Linked DNA regions of Sus scrofa: all the other regions are linked to region 1. The links are chromatin contacts, called in public HiChIP or PLAC-seq maps. All regions are on one chromosome and are shown on one strand. The core of a region is the stretch at or near the end of the contact, and the rest is flanking DNA. Distances in the headings are between cores, read along the strand shown. Region 1 holds the start of MEGF10 (multiple epidermal growth factor-like domains protein 10). Region 2 overlaps MEGF10 (multiple epidermal growth factor-like domains protein 10). Region 3 holds the start of PRRC1 (protein PRRC1).

Evidence for each region. HiChIP or PLAC-seq counts read pairs in DNA pulled down with a chosen protein or histone mark.
Region 2: a contact with region 1 is called in an H3K27ac HiChIP or PLAC-seq map of skeletal muscle. The contact joins the enhancer-like site here to the promoter of MEGF10 in region 1. A contact is called at or near these places in 2 of 5 promoter capture datasets (fetal skeletal muscle and liver), 5 of 47 Hi-C or Micro-C datasets (brain, embryonic fibroblasts, fetal heart ventricle and 2 more) and 1 of 2 datasets of contacts at active chromatin or transcription factors (skeletal muscle).
Region 3: a contact with region 1 is called in an H3K27ac HiChIP or PLAC-seq map of skeletal muscle. The contact joins the promoter of PRRC1 here to the promoter of MEGF10 in region 1. A contact is called at or near these places in 1 of 5 promoter capture datasets (fetal skeletal muscle), 1 of 47 Hi-C or Micro-C datasets (embryonic fibroblasts) and 1 of 2 datasets of contacts at active chromatin or transcription factors (skeletal muscle).

The regions. Positions count from the first base shown.
Region 1 is chr2:130,224,302-130,228,513 of Sscrofa11.1, reverse strand. It overlaps MEGF10 (multiple epidermal growth factor-like domains protein 10), which reads right to left and starts at 2,292. Exons shown (of 27, transcript XM_021084704.1): 1 at 1,434-2,292. The coding sequence starts at 1,479.
Region 2 is chr2:130,372,007-130,376,273 of Sscrofa11.1, reverse strand. MEGF10 (multiple epidermal growth factor-like domains protein 10) reads right to left here. Exons shown (of 27, transcript XM_021084704.1): 15 at 380-526. Among named protein-coding and RNA genes, the nearest start is that of PRRC1, 69 kb to the left of the region's middle. Within about 2 kb of position 1,828, at least 7 of the 83 cell types and tissues checked have an H3K27ac peak or open chromatin away from gene starts, as enhancers often do. A contact at or near this core is called in skeletal muscle, where this site is marked.
Region 3 is chr2:130,441,504-130,446,007 of Sscrofa11.1, reverse strand. It overlaps PRRC1 (protein PRRC1), which reads right to left and starts at 2,441. Exons shown (of 9, transcript XM_021084706.1): 1 at 2,253-2,441.

The sequences.
Region 1 (4,212 bases), core at 1,043-3,542:
CATTGTAGGTGGGAGTGAAAGCCACATGAACACAGTTTTCAAAGCCCATCCAAATAGGAAGAATAGCTAATACTTACAGCTAGCTAATAAAAACGATGTCATCACGATGCAACAATAGTTAACAATGTTATCAGAGCGAATATGTGCTTACTATCTGCCAGGCTCGTTAGCACTCCACACACATTCACTCATTTAATTCTTTGAGAAACCCTCTGGTATAAGCATTGTTATTACCATTCTGATTTTATAGATGAGGAGAGAAGTTAAGTAACACACAAAATCACATAGCTGCAAAGTGGCAGAGTCGAGTTGCCCCCAGACACCCTGGTCCCAGAGCGTGCCCTCTACTGAACTATTTAACCTCAGAGCAGCACAGCAAAAAGTAGCCTGCAAGCTGACCCCTTGAAGCAGCCACATCAGAAAAAATAATCCAGACTTAGACTTTTCATCCATAGAGAATGAAGCATCTTTAGTTGGGAAGACCATACACAAAGTGAGACTCAGCATATAAAGGAGAGCAGTCAGGAGAGACAAGAAGAAATGGCATTTTCCTTGGCCTTGGAAGAGCATGGGTATCTCTGCCTGAGAACTTTGGGGCTAATAAAATCTCCAGCTTTAACTTTCTTCTAAAGACTTTGGGTCCTCATGTGGGGATATTGAGGAAGTATCAGAGATATCACTATATTTCATTTACTCAGTGGTATCGTTCTTATTTCCAGAAAGAAAAAGACAAAATATTTCCCTAAACCAGGAGTAAAAGTCATACATCAAAGGAACTTAAAAAATCAATAGGAGATAGGTCTTTCACTGGTTTAACTACTGTTGGAAGAACTGCCCCTCCCAACCTTCCCTGAGGAGCCAGGTATTCAGACAAGTAGGAGACCCCTCCAGCTTAAGTCACCCAGCCTGTGGTTCTGAAGCCCCCCTAAAGGACGCTGGGAGCACAGGAGGAGGGAATATTCCCACGTCTGACCTCACAGTCTGAATATCAAGTGCTGGAGAAAGAGAAGTTCAAAAACAAGTCAAGACCCCAGAGAAGAAGTGAAACTGATCTGGAAGCAAGGGCTCCACTGAAACTGCTTTTCATTCTCTCTCTCTCATTCTGCCCAAACCTCCCTACACCAGCTGGGACACCAGACAAGCACCAACACAAACAAGGGAATACCGAGGCAGAAATTATGCAAAATAAAACGCGTAATGGGGGCATCTCCTCATTAAAAACACTCCAAGAAGTTCCTACCCGGCCCCAAGTAAGAAGACCAGATTCAAACATTAACCATCAACCCTTGAGACAAGTAAACAAGCCCATCTCGCGTCGCCTCACGTGGCCCCCGGGTGTCCTGGCTAAAGAAAATGCGTCCCCCACCCTCAAGAAACCGTCTAGCGTCCAGCCAAGGTCCAGCGGCTGTCAGAACTGTTTGCCCAACTCTTACCCGAGAGCCTGAGATTCTCAGCGCAACTCTTTCCCCCTGGTTTCATGCAAGGCCAGCGGAGAAGCAAAATCTGTTCCAAACAGCGCAGTTAGCCTCCCAGCGGTGTTCCAGACGAGAGCGATACTTAGGAGTTTTGGTTCAGGCTCAAAGGTGGAGACCCGCGGGAAAGCAGGCGGGTCTCTGCGCGTTTCCAGACCCCCAGTTTTGCACACCAGCAAAAGACTCGCTGTAAACTCAAGTAAGGTCTTCTCTGTCTGGCCCGAGATGCTGAAGGAGGAGGGGAGTAACCCGAGCCGGTTCGGGGATGCAAGCAGTTGCCGCTCCTGCAGCTGCTGCCGCCGGGGCAGTGACTGCTGGAGGGGGGAGTCACTTGGCGCCGCGCACAGTCCCCAGTGCGACAGGCAGGATCCTCCCAGCCCGACTCCTGCGCCCGGATCGCAGGTCGCCCCTGTCCGGAGGGGCTGTACTGCCCGGGAGTGACTCCGCCAACAGTCCGGCTACAAAGTTGGCAAATCTTGGGGTCACCGCATGAGGTGAACCAAGGGGTGACGGAGAAAGTGCCCGTCTGCGTCCCGACCCACTCTTGGTGCCACAGTGTCAAAGTCTCCGGAGGTCTTCTAGAACCGCTATGAGGATTGGGGGGCCTGGGGACAGCACCCGAGCGACCAGCTGGAATGGACTGCACGTCCCCAGCAGTATTAGGGAGGGAGCGCAACTGTGGGACCGAGAAAGGATGGGGGACCTAGAGGTACACGAGTGTGCGCTGCAGCAGCAAAGTGGTTGGGGAGGTGGGGCAAGGAGTTGCGGGTGGGGGTTCGGGAGCTTGCTTTACCGAGGCGGGGCGGGGAGAGAACTCCCCGGACCCACAAGAAAATCCCTCTAGGCTCTCTAAGCGGCCCCGCGCCGATATTTCTTGGGGAATGGCTCCCTCTGCTGACTCGCCAGGGAGGCCCCGGGAGACGCAAGGACCGCAAGTTAAACCCACGAAAAGGCTTTTCTCCAGCTGGCTGCTAGCAGGACATGAATTCTGGAATCTCCTTACTTCTCTGGCAAATCCACCCTCCTCTTTCTTACTAAGAAATTACCGTGAGTGCGAACGACCCAAGAAGATACATACTTCTTTTTCGTGGAAAGTTTGTTTTGTTTTGTTTTGTTTTAATGTTAAGCTGAATTCTAAACTCCCTTCCCCACAAAAGGCTTATACTTCACAGTAACACCAGATGACCCATTCCTTCCAGGTCTCCGTTCCTTACGTTAACACGAACTGGTTATTTTTAGAGAGACCTCAAACGCATATGTGTCGGAGTCAGTAACAGCACTTGGCAAACAGTCTATGCTCAAACTTACGCTTGAATGAAATGAATGAACATATGTGTTGAAATTCCCTCGCCAGCCTCCTTGGTCACCCCTGGAAACAGAGGGGAAGACCGTTTCTGTTTGTTTGTTTACCAGACACCCTGGCCCCTTCCTCTAGTTAACAGTACCTTCGTTTTTCTTTGGGGGACCACCCCTGCCACGCTCAGTGTTGTCTGGATGGGAAGGTCAGTCAGGACGATCCAGCTTTTCCCTTTCCAAGAGTAGGCACCTTATCTAAGCTAGACTTTCTCTGCCAGGAATCCTAACTTCCATCAGAGCAGCCCAAGGAAGAATAAATCTAGAGCTGACTGATCTGTATGACAGTGTTCTAGAGATTGGCCATGAGGTCATGACATTTATAAAAAACGCTACCCTGCTTTATGCTTTATGAAACCTGGTTGCTCCACTTCCTTTGATTTTTTAATCAACTTTACTGAGACATGATTTACATTCAATATATTGCACGCATATTAAGGATACAGTCTCATGAGTTTTGAATAATGTATACACCCATGTCACCACCACCACAATCAAGCTATGGACAGTTACATTTCCAGAAAGTTCCGTTGCACCTTTGAAGTCAGTTCCCCATGTCACTTCCTTCCTGGCCCACTGAGCTGCTTTTTGTAGCTACAGGTTAGATTTGTCTTTCCTAGAGTTTCTACAGTGGAATCCTATAGTATGTACTCTTTCATGTCTGACTTTTTACTCAGCATGTTTCTGAGATTCATCGAAGATGTCGTTTGTATAAGTAGTTTGCTCTCTCTTTATTGGTGAGTATTATTCCATTGTATGGATATACTACAATTTGCCCATTCACCAGATGTTTATGTTGTTTCCAGTCTAGGCTCATAATGAATAAAGCAGCTAGGAACTTTCTTGTAAAAAGCACTTTTTTGGATATATGTTGTTATTTCTCTTATCTCACAGGAGTGGAATTACTGGGTTGTACAGTGTGTGTTTAAATGTATAATAGAGGTTAACTGTTTTCCAAAGTGAATGCATCACTTTACATTCCCACCAGCAATGTATGAGAGTCGCTCCACATTTTTTATAAATACTAGGTATCATCTGTCTTTTTTATTTGAGCCATTTCATTGGGCATATCATAGTATCTCATTATGGTTTTAATTTGTATTTCCTTAAAGACTAATAATAGTGATCATCAAATGTTTTCATTTGCAAGCATTTTCTCCCATTCTGTGGGTTGTCTATTTATTATACATTCCATCTGTTCCTTGATGAAGTGTCCAAAGTTTTTTGCCCCATTTTAGCCAGATCTTTTTTTTTTAATTACTCAGTGAATTTTATTACACTTAGAGTTATACAATAATCATCACAACCAAATTTTATAGCATTTCCATCCCAAACCCTCAGTGCATGCCCCCACCCTGCCAACCTGTCTCATTTGGAAACCAAAAGT
Region 2 (4,267 bases), core at 579-3,078, 150 kb before region 1:
GGTTTGGCTGATGTTGACTTCTGGTAATTGAGGTAAGACCAATGCCAAAATAGCTGAATAAAATATTCACAGGTCAGTGGATTTCTGGAACACCATTTGCAAGGTTTAAGGCAGGACTGAGAAACCGATGGCGCTGCCAGAGAGGCAATAAAATCATTACAGAGAAGAAAGAGCTAATGCCCCATCTGTCAGGTGAGTCCCAAAGGTTGGAAAGAATGAAGCCTTTGGGGCAGGGCTATGGAGGGAGGACAGCTCTGCCAAGAACAGAATGACCTATGATGCTCTCCCTGCCCTCAAGGGCAACAGAACTGTGAATTGAGGGGCAGAACAGGGGATCTGAGAAGGGAAGATGGAAGCTGTCCCCTAAAGAGACACTTACTCCGCTGACAGGTGGTGCCTCGGAACCCCGGTGCACACTCACAGATGCCGTCATCCGGGGAGCACGAAGCCCCGTTTTTACAGTAGCAGGGCAGGGAGCAGTTGGGGCCCCAGCGACCCTCAGCACACACGCTGTCACAATGGACACCTGAAACAAGGCACAAGGGCGAGGCTGAGTGACAGTTCGTGAGGGTGGGCATCTGGAATGCTAAGTGAGAAACCAGGACCAAGGTCATGGTCTCAAAACTGACTGACTCCGGGCAGCAGTGGGCAGGGATGCTATGAGGTTTAAAGTCCACTTATACACATCAGTACATCATCATATGTTATATCATATATCATATCATCTTAGCATTAAAATAATCCCAGCACTATTTTCTATGGCTCATGAAGAAGGGATAAAATTTCTTTGTTTTATTGATTTTTCTTCCTTAGGAGGAGAGAGCAGAGAAGAAGCCCAAGGGTTCTGTCTATGGAAGGCAAAATTCATCAAAAATACTGTATCATGGAGCCCTTAGTGACTTCCTCTCTCTCCCACTCTGTTTTTATAGAGAAATAGAGCAAAAAAAGATAGGGTGAAGCAAAAGGTGGTTAAATTGTTTACACAAAGAAAATCTTCCCCCGAAGCACACAAATAAACACAATCTTAAAATATTTTGAAAATACATTGTGTAAGACAGAAAAATATACAAATCTGTGCCACCAAATTCATCTTTAAACATTTAATCTGCCCTGAGGCAGATGCGGGCAGAATATCACAAATGATGTTACTTATAGCTGTAATCCCTAGCTGTCTGAGCTAGGGATTATTATGGATCCATATGCAGGTGTTTAACTCTCAATCTGGAAAGACAGAAACTTCAGAGTTGGTCATGAGTGAACAAATGCCTAAAGGAAACACAAAGAAATTCCAAAGCTGAAAAAAAAAAAAAAACAACCACTAGGTTTTATTTGAAGTAAATGGAAGTCTCTTTTGTCAATTCGTATTCAAAATACCATAGGGGCCTCTTTCTTCTAAGTCAGAATACTTCCCAACTCAAAGAAATGCTCTTTGCATTGAGAGGCAATAAGAATGAGTTATAATTAGTACTGCTGGCCTCAGACCCAGTGAAAACACAGGAAGAACAAGCACGCTTCCACTCGGAGGATTCCAGCACACAAACCCTACAGGGCCCCAAAGAGGCTGACAAGGCCATGGGTTGTATTACAGTTTTTGCTCCTAAACTGATTAGGAGAAAAGTTACCGTGGCCTGAACCTTCACACAGAAGCAGCCCCAACCCATAACGTGAACCTTGCTAATGGGTGGGCAGTTGTTTCTACTGAAATAACTCCTCTTTTGATTGTCTCTGCTTTTCTCCATCTGAAAGTCTCCCACACACTACAGGCAGTAAAGCAGGCATGAGAGAGCAGAGACCTCATTGTGTCTCCCTTGAACTGACAACACACTGTTATTTTAGCTTGGACTGCTGGCTGAAGAAAGGCGATCAGGCCTGTTCGAAGCCAATGGGGGTTTAAGTGTTCCCCAGAGAGTCAAATACAGCATTTTGGCCTGCCATGCTTTTTTTTTTTTTTTTTTTTTTTTTTTTTTTTCTTGAGTTCACACATATTCGATCTTTTTCTCCAAACCTCTTTTGAAAAATTGAGATGAAATTGCAAATTCTATGTCCCCAAAAGTGACAAAGCAGCCACAGTGTCTTATCTGGTGTTTTGATTCTGAGCTCTCCTAAGCAGAAACACCAAATCAGTTGAGCAGTGCATTACTTTCCAAAGGAGGCTGCAAACCTAAAGGCTGTTCTGCAAAGTGGAGAGACATGCCCATAAAGGTAACCTGCCATGGGCTTCACTCTCTCTTCAAGTTCAGGTCCTGAGCTCTGATCATGAGCCAGGACACCTATTTAACAGCAGCTAAAATGCGACAGCTGCTTCCGAGATCCAGACAACCCTGGCCGTTTTGGTCTGGAGCTACTCGGGCAAATCCCACTGAGGATTCCATAGAAGTGGAAGCTGAGGGACTATCTGGTTAATCTGAAAACCATCCTGAAAAAAATAAGTCCTGAGTTTTGACCATGTTTTGTGGGGTGGGGTTTGGGGGAGGCAGATACTCATCCATCTCTGATGATTTAGTTTGTTAACTTCTTACCAAATCTCTACATTACACTTAACGAATGCAGTGAAGATGGAATGGAATATATTTCAGATTGAAAAGTATATGCTACCTTTTCACATTAGAGATGATCATGATTGATGTATTAATTAGCACATTCTCAATCAGAGCAGGTTAAGAAAAATGACTCCAGGGCAGATTGGCAAATCAGAATAAAGTGATCCTTTATTTCTCATCTGTTTCCTCTTCTCTAATAGGTTTGTCCAGCTGATTAGCATAACTACCAGTTACAATCAACTTTATCGAGTAATTTTCACAAAAGTAACAAGGTCCCCAGTAGAGCAATGAGATTCATTGCAAAGATAACCTGGTTTCACATGATTTATCCATCATTTCATTTCCAGAGTCACAGGGAATTGCAGAGATCATCTATCAGACCTTCTGTCCCCAATCATAGGAGCATATATCAACAGAAACAAGCTTATTTTTAAATAATGTTTATTTTAGAACTGCAAAGGAGTCTTTCCTTGTGAAGTAAATTATAACAATTCTATTATCACTGCCCCCTAAAAATTCAGTTCCTTTTCTTTTTCTCTGTCATGAGTAAAAGTGAGTCATCGTTTTGCAGATATTAATCTATCCTTTTGCAGATATAAATCTATTTGAAGACACATATAAAGCATGTCTCCGTCACAGGGCAACTCCAAGAAAAGGAATGAAGCTGTGTTTTTTCCTCTTGCTGCACCATTTCCTCCTACTGCTACTCCTCCCCTTTGGGCCTCTGTGCCCTCCTCTATCATCTCTAACTTCATCTAATAGTCAGAAAAGGCTAAGGCAAATTTATTACTGCCGAGGCATTATCTTCTATAGAAAAATATTAATATTTTAAGAGAACATACATGTTAAGAGCCTAAGAAGTAAATCTCTAATTGTGGAATTTCAGGCAGTGAGGCTCATGCAGAGCGATATTGGGATAAATGCTTCTCTAGGTAACACCTGGTATATGGCCGACTATGTGACCTCTGTATTAGGCTAACCTCACAGTGAATATTTCTCCAGGATAAGGAATTCTAAGTTTGCTTTAACCATTTTTTTTGGGGGGTGGGGGGGCTGTGTGTTGTGTGTGTGTATACTCCTTAATTATTTCCAATGATCTCATCCTACTCTTTGCTAACCTTGCTGAAGTCCTATATTTTTGTTTCCTTGCTTGTCAAGGACAGAAAAGAGAATTCCATTCAATAAACATTTAAGAGGTCTCAAACGCTTGCTTGCTGATGAGAAGTTCCCTAAGAGCTCCATTTCCAGAGTAGTAATGGCCTTGGAAGAGGCCCGACCACCAAGCCTGGGGATCGTGGACAAGGGAGGAGAGAGCTTGTGAAGGTGGAGGAGGGGACCAGGTTAACAGAATGGTGGGTGCAAGGTTTAGGCCCTCAGAAGGGTGTGTCTACCCTTCAGAAGACCTAAGCGTGGAGGACTGCTGGAATTGGTGCTGGGAAAAGCTAGAAAGGCATCTGGGCTGCCAGACAGTGGTTACATAAAAAGAGTGGCCATTAGCAGGAGTGGCATTGTTGGATCACATGGCAACTTTATATTTCATTCTTTGAGGAACTTCCATACTGTTTTCCATAGTGGCTATGCCAATTTACATTCCCACCAAGAGTGTAAGAGGGTTCCTTTTTCTCCACACCCTCTCCAGCATTTGCAATTTGCAGACTTTTTAATGGTGGCCACTCTGACTATGTATGAAGTGATACCTTGTTGTACTTTTGATTTGCATTTCTCTA
Region 3 (4,504 bases), core at 1,192-3,691, 220 kb before region 1:
GGTGAAAAACTTTGGCCTAAACTGAGGTGATGACAGTGGAAATGGAGAAGAGTGGAAAGACTCAAGAAATGTTTGGGTGGTAAGACTGAGTGATAACTGGATATGTGGTCCAGGAGTGGGAGAGACATAACCCACACACCTGGACAGATGGTGGTGCCATTCAGTAAGACAGGCAACACTGGAGGAATCAAGGTACGTATTAGATGTCTAGAGGGAGGAGGCAGTAGGCAGTATGGAATACTGAGCATGCAAAGTTGAAGCTCTTTGAAACATCCATGAGCAGACACTGACTTGGTCTGCAGCTCAGAAACCACATAAACAGTCTGGAATAAGACTATCTGAAAAGAGATTATCTAAGAGAGAAGACCAAGTAAAAAAAAAGAAGCGAGCCCAACCCACCCTTGAAGAACAGCCAGGAAGAAGAACAAGCCTGCAAAGAAGAATGAGAGACCAAAAGATAAAAAGAAAACCAGGAGGCTGTGGTGTCCAAAAGCCAGAGAAGAGCATTTCAAGGTAGGTATGGGCAACTATATCAAATTCTGCAAAGAAGCCAAATAGGATGAGCTATGAAAAACTCAATGGATTTGCCAAACTGGAGAGGAAACTTAAGAGTTGTATCCATGGAGGGAATGGGGCTAGAAGTCAGTTTCAATTGAACTAAGGTGGGAGGCCAGGCAAATATGTACACTTTACAAGAATTTTCATCATGAAGGTAAAGATCTACAGCAATTAAGTAGAAAACACAGACGCAAGGAGACAAAATCCCTTCATTCAATACCTATACATCAAAGGTAGATTACCTGGGACAGAAGGCCTTCCGGGGACTTTATCAATCCCTGCCCAAACTACCTCTTTCTTTCATGTGCCCACTGGTTATTCATCCTCCTCCTAGAGATGTTACCAAACCCTCGCAGTGGTTAGTGGAGGTCAAATTTAAAGATAAACCTTAATGAGTGCATTTGCAAAAGAACTTGTACAAAGAATACAAGCCACGAAATGGAATAATTAGCCAATTTCTATCTTTAAAAGCTATACTATTTAAGAATCGGCTTAACGACAATATAGGGTAAATTCTGGATGCATAAACACAACACCTTCTATTAAAGAAAAGCTGATATGATAAAATAAAAGCTAAGTGTCAAAGTTGGTAAAGGTCTGGTATTCAGACTCGCACACAAAAATATTAATGGATCAACATCAAAGAAAAAGTGATGGAAATGGCTTGGAAAATTGAGTCCTTAGTCTCTGGAAGGACCCTGCTTACAATTTGCTTGTGCCGTGGTTTTTCTGTTAAAAAGTAGATGGCTACTTAGAAGAATACAAGAAACAGAATAATGAAGCTCTGATAAACGTAAAAGCTATTACCAGCCATTATTACTGTTAATGTGCTACTGGTTCAAAAGACAGGCTCTACTACCATACATTGAGCACTGAAGGAGGGTCTGAGTTTTGTCTCCGCATTCTCGCATTCTCAGTTCTGATCCCAAAATAACTTCCACGCAAATGTTCACTGACTACACAGCGGCTGTACAGAAAAAAGACTGGCATGCCAAAATGCATTACGTTGGCAGAAACCTACATGTTGCCTCTCAAAATAACTACTTCGAATGAAAAAAACTCCCCTGGATTGGACAAATTCTGCCAATCGAGGACACGGGCTATCCCGCAAATTTTCCTGAAGCAGGTCCCAAGAACCAACAAAGAGAGAGCGCAAAAGTCCTCTGGAGCAGCGCTGGGCACCGATGGGGGAACCTATGGGAAAAGAAGCTACTTTCCTTTGCCAGTCCGATTTGTTGACCTAGGAGTCTCCCAGGCGGGAGCGGCCTTCCCCCAGGCTCTGCCACGTCTCCAGGCCGGGCTGGGCTAGCCTGGGCTAAGGTCAGTGGGCTACAGCCTCTGTTCTTGCCCTCCAGCCAGCGCGTAGAAAGCGGGAGCCAAATAGCCGCGGGCGCCGGCGTCGGTCTCAGCGCAACAGCAAAGTGCCGGATAAGACCCCCGAGCCGCACCCACGGCGCAAACCGCGGATGGGACCTCTTATCTCGCGAAGCACACCGGTGCCCGGGCCGCACCCTGCATGCTCCCACAGCCCGCTCTCGGACTGCACCACGAAGGGACTCCCGAAATACCCTGGCGCCCCTGGGCACAGGCCGGCCAGCCCACCTCAGCGACTGCGCCCCTAGGCGCCGGCTTGGGCGCCCGCGACCTATCCCATCACCCACTTGCTCCCGCGCTGCTGGCAGCCTGGCTCTCACCTGCGGGACCGAGAAAGTGACTGCCTGGCAGTGTGAAGCGGAAGCTAGGGAGGCTGGGGTGTGAGACTACGGCTGCGAGAAGACGAGGTGGATGCCGCCGAGAGCTCGCCCCGCGCACCCGCGCCGCCAAGATGGCCACCGGAGGCGCAAGCCCCTGCGGCTGCCACGTCGGCGCCGCCGCCCCGCCCCGCGCCTGGCCCCGCCCCCGCGCCTCGCATGGCCCCGCCCCCGCGCTTCGTCCCGCCCCCGCCCCGCCCCGCCCCTCTCGCTCGCTTGGAGCCCCGCCCCGAGAGCGCTAGTTAAACCTGCTCGAGTACCTTAGATCCAAAGTTACTCCTTCTCGCCCGGCTTGGGCGCTCCCTCGCTCGAGAAGGCTTCTCGAGCAGTTCTGCCCACCTTTCCACTCTGCAACCTCTGCTGCGAGAAGGAAACACTTGTTACCGAGTGTAGCTGGCTTACCTTGTGCCGTGGCCCCCTCGCGGGGGTGGCGATAAGTTAGCCGGGATGATCCAGTCCAATTCCCACCTCCAGGCAAGACCTCTTTCTAGAAGCGGGAGGCTTATCCTACGTTATTTTAAAAAGATTTACAGGAGCGAGAGCAGGGTGGGGAAAAGGATACTGATTCCCGCCCCCGCCCCCCCCCCGCCAAGTTCTTGTATTACACTTTCTTTAAAAAAAAAAAAAAAGATGGAAAACCAAAACCAAAGATGATCAACTTCCTTAACGTTCTGTGCCGCACTTAAAATAGCTCCTGAAAGTCAGTGCTCAATAATATATACTAAATAAATCAATGAATATGGAGAAAAATATGGAATTTGCAATCAGAAGTCCCGGTTTGGCTCTAGGAATGCCCTCATGCCACTTGTGCGATTACGTGACCTTCTACAGGTTACTTTCCCCCCCTAATTCTCCTTATTTCCACCTGTAAGATGGGAATAATACCATTTGCCCTATCTAATCAAGCAGATAGCGGAGTCAAATAAGTTAAGACATATGCAAGTGCTTTTCAAAGGAGTGTGAAACACAGAAAAAATTGTTTTTGTTGTTTCCAAATTCCTTCAGGAACTCATTAGTAGATTTAACATTAACAGATATCTTGACTTGACAGCTTAAAGCATTTAAAAATACCTCATTGAAGAGTTAACACTATTTAACTCTGCCCTAACTTCAAAGTGATTTGCAGGGGCAGTGGGTTGTTGCCTTTGGTAATGACTCTTATTCTATCCACTGAGAATGTGTGTAGGTGGTTGTCTAGATAACTCTACAGAAAGTGCTGTTTGGGATGGTGCTGAAAACAGTTACCATCTCTATCCTCTTGGGTTGACACCCTTGACAGCTGTAAGATCTCCTGGTTTCTTCATTCATTCTACACATATTTATTAGTGGCTGTGATGGGCTGAACATCAGTATGGGAAATTTAGCAATGAACAAGACAGACAAGATCCAGACAGTGAGGGAGCTTTCATTCTCATAGAGAGAGAGACTATGAACAGGAAAATAAACAAAGGAAGTATTGTTTGCAATGAGCACTTTGAAGAAAGTCAATAGGGGGATGTGATATTGACCATAATTTCCGTAGGCCACTTCAGATAGGACAAATGAGCAAGGCTTCTCAGAGGGGTTGGGATTGAGTAGGCTCTGTAAGGAAGCAGCCCTGTGGTTACCTGGACCAAGGAAGAACACCCAAAGGCTTTGAGGGAGGGTGCCTTGCACGTTTGCTTAATAACAAGGAAATTGGGACTGAGAGGGTGGTAATATATGAGGTTGGAGAGATACCAGGGCCAGATCCTACCCAGACAGGGAGGCCCCCTTAAGGCTTTTGAGTTATATTCTGAGAAAAATGAGAAACAAGGGAAGGTTTTCAGCAGAGAGCAGACAAGAATTGACTTTAGTTTTAAATACAGTAGCAGGTGTCTCAAATGTCCCTCTGCTTTTTCTCTGATGAGTATACCTGTCATTGTATTTCGGGCCCACCCTAAATCCACAACGATCTCATCTCAAATCCTTGAGACTCTAGATCTTATTTCTATACAAGGTCATATTCACAAGTTTGGGGGATTGCATAATCTATTTGTCAAGGGCACTATTGTACCCACTGCATGGGTCCTGAGAGACAGGAGTCAACCAAATAAGGATTACAAGGTTTTGAAGTTTACACTGAATTGCATGTCTAATACCTTATGTTTTACTCACTATTTCTCATGTAAACTTCAAAAGAGCTTATGTGGCAAGTGTTATTACTATTATTCTAA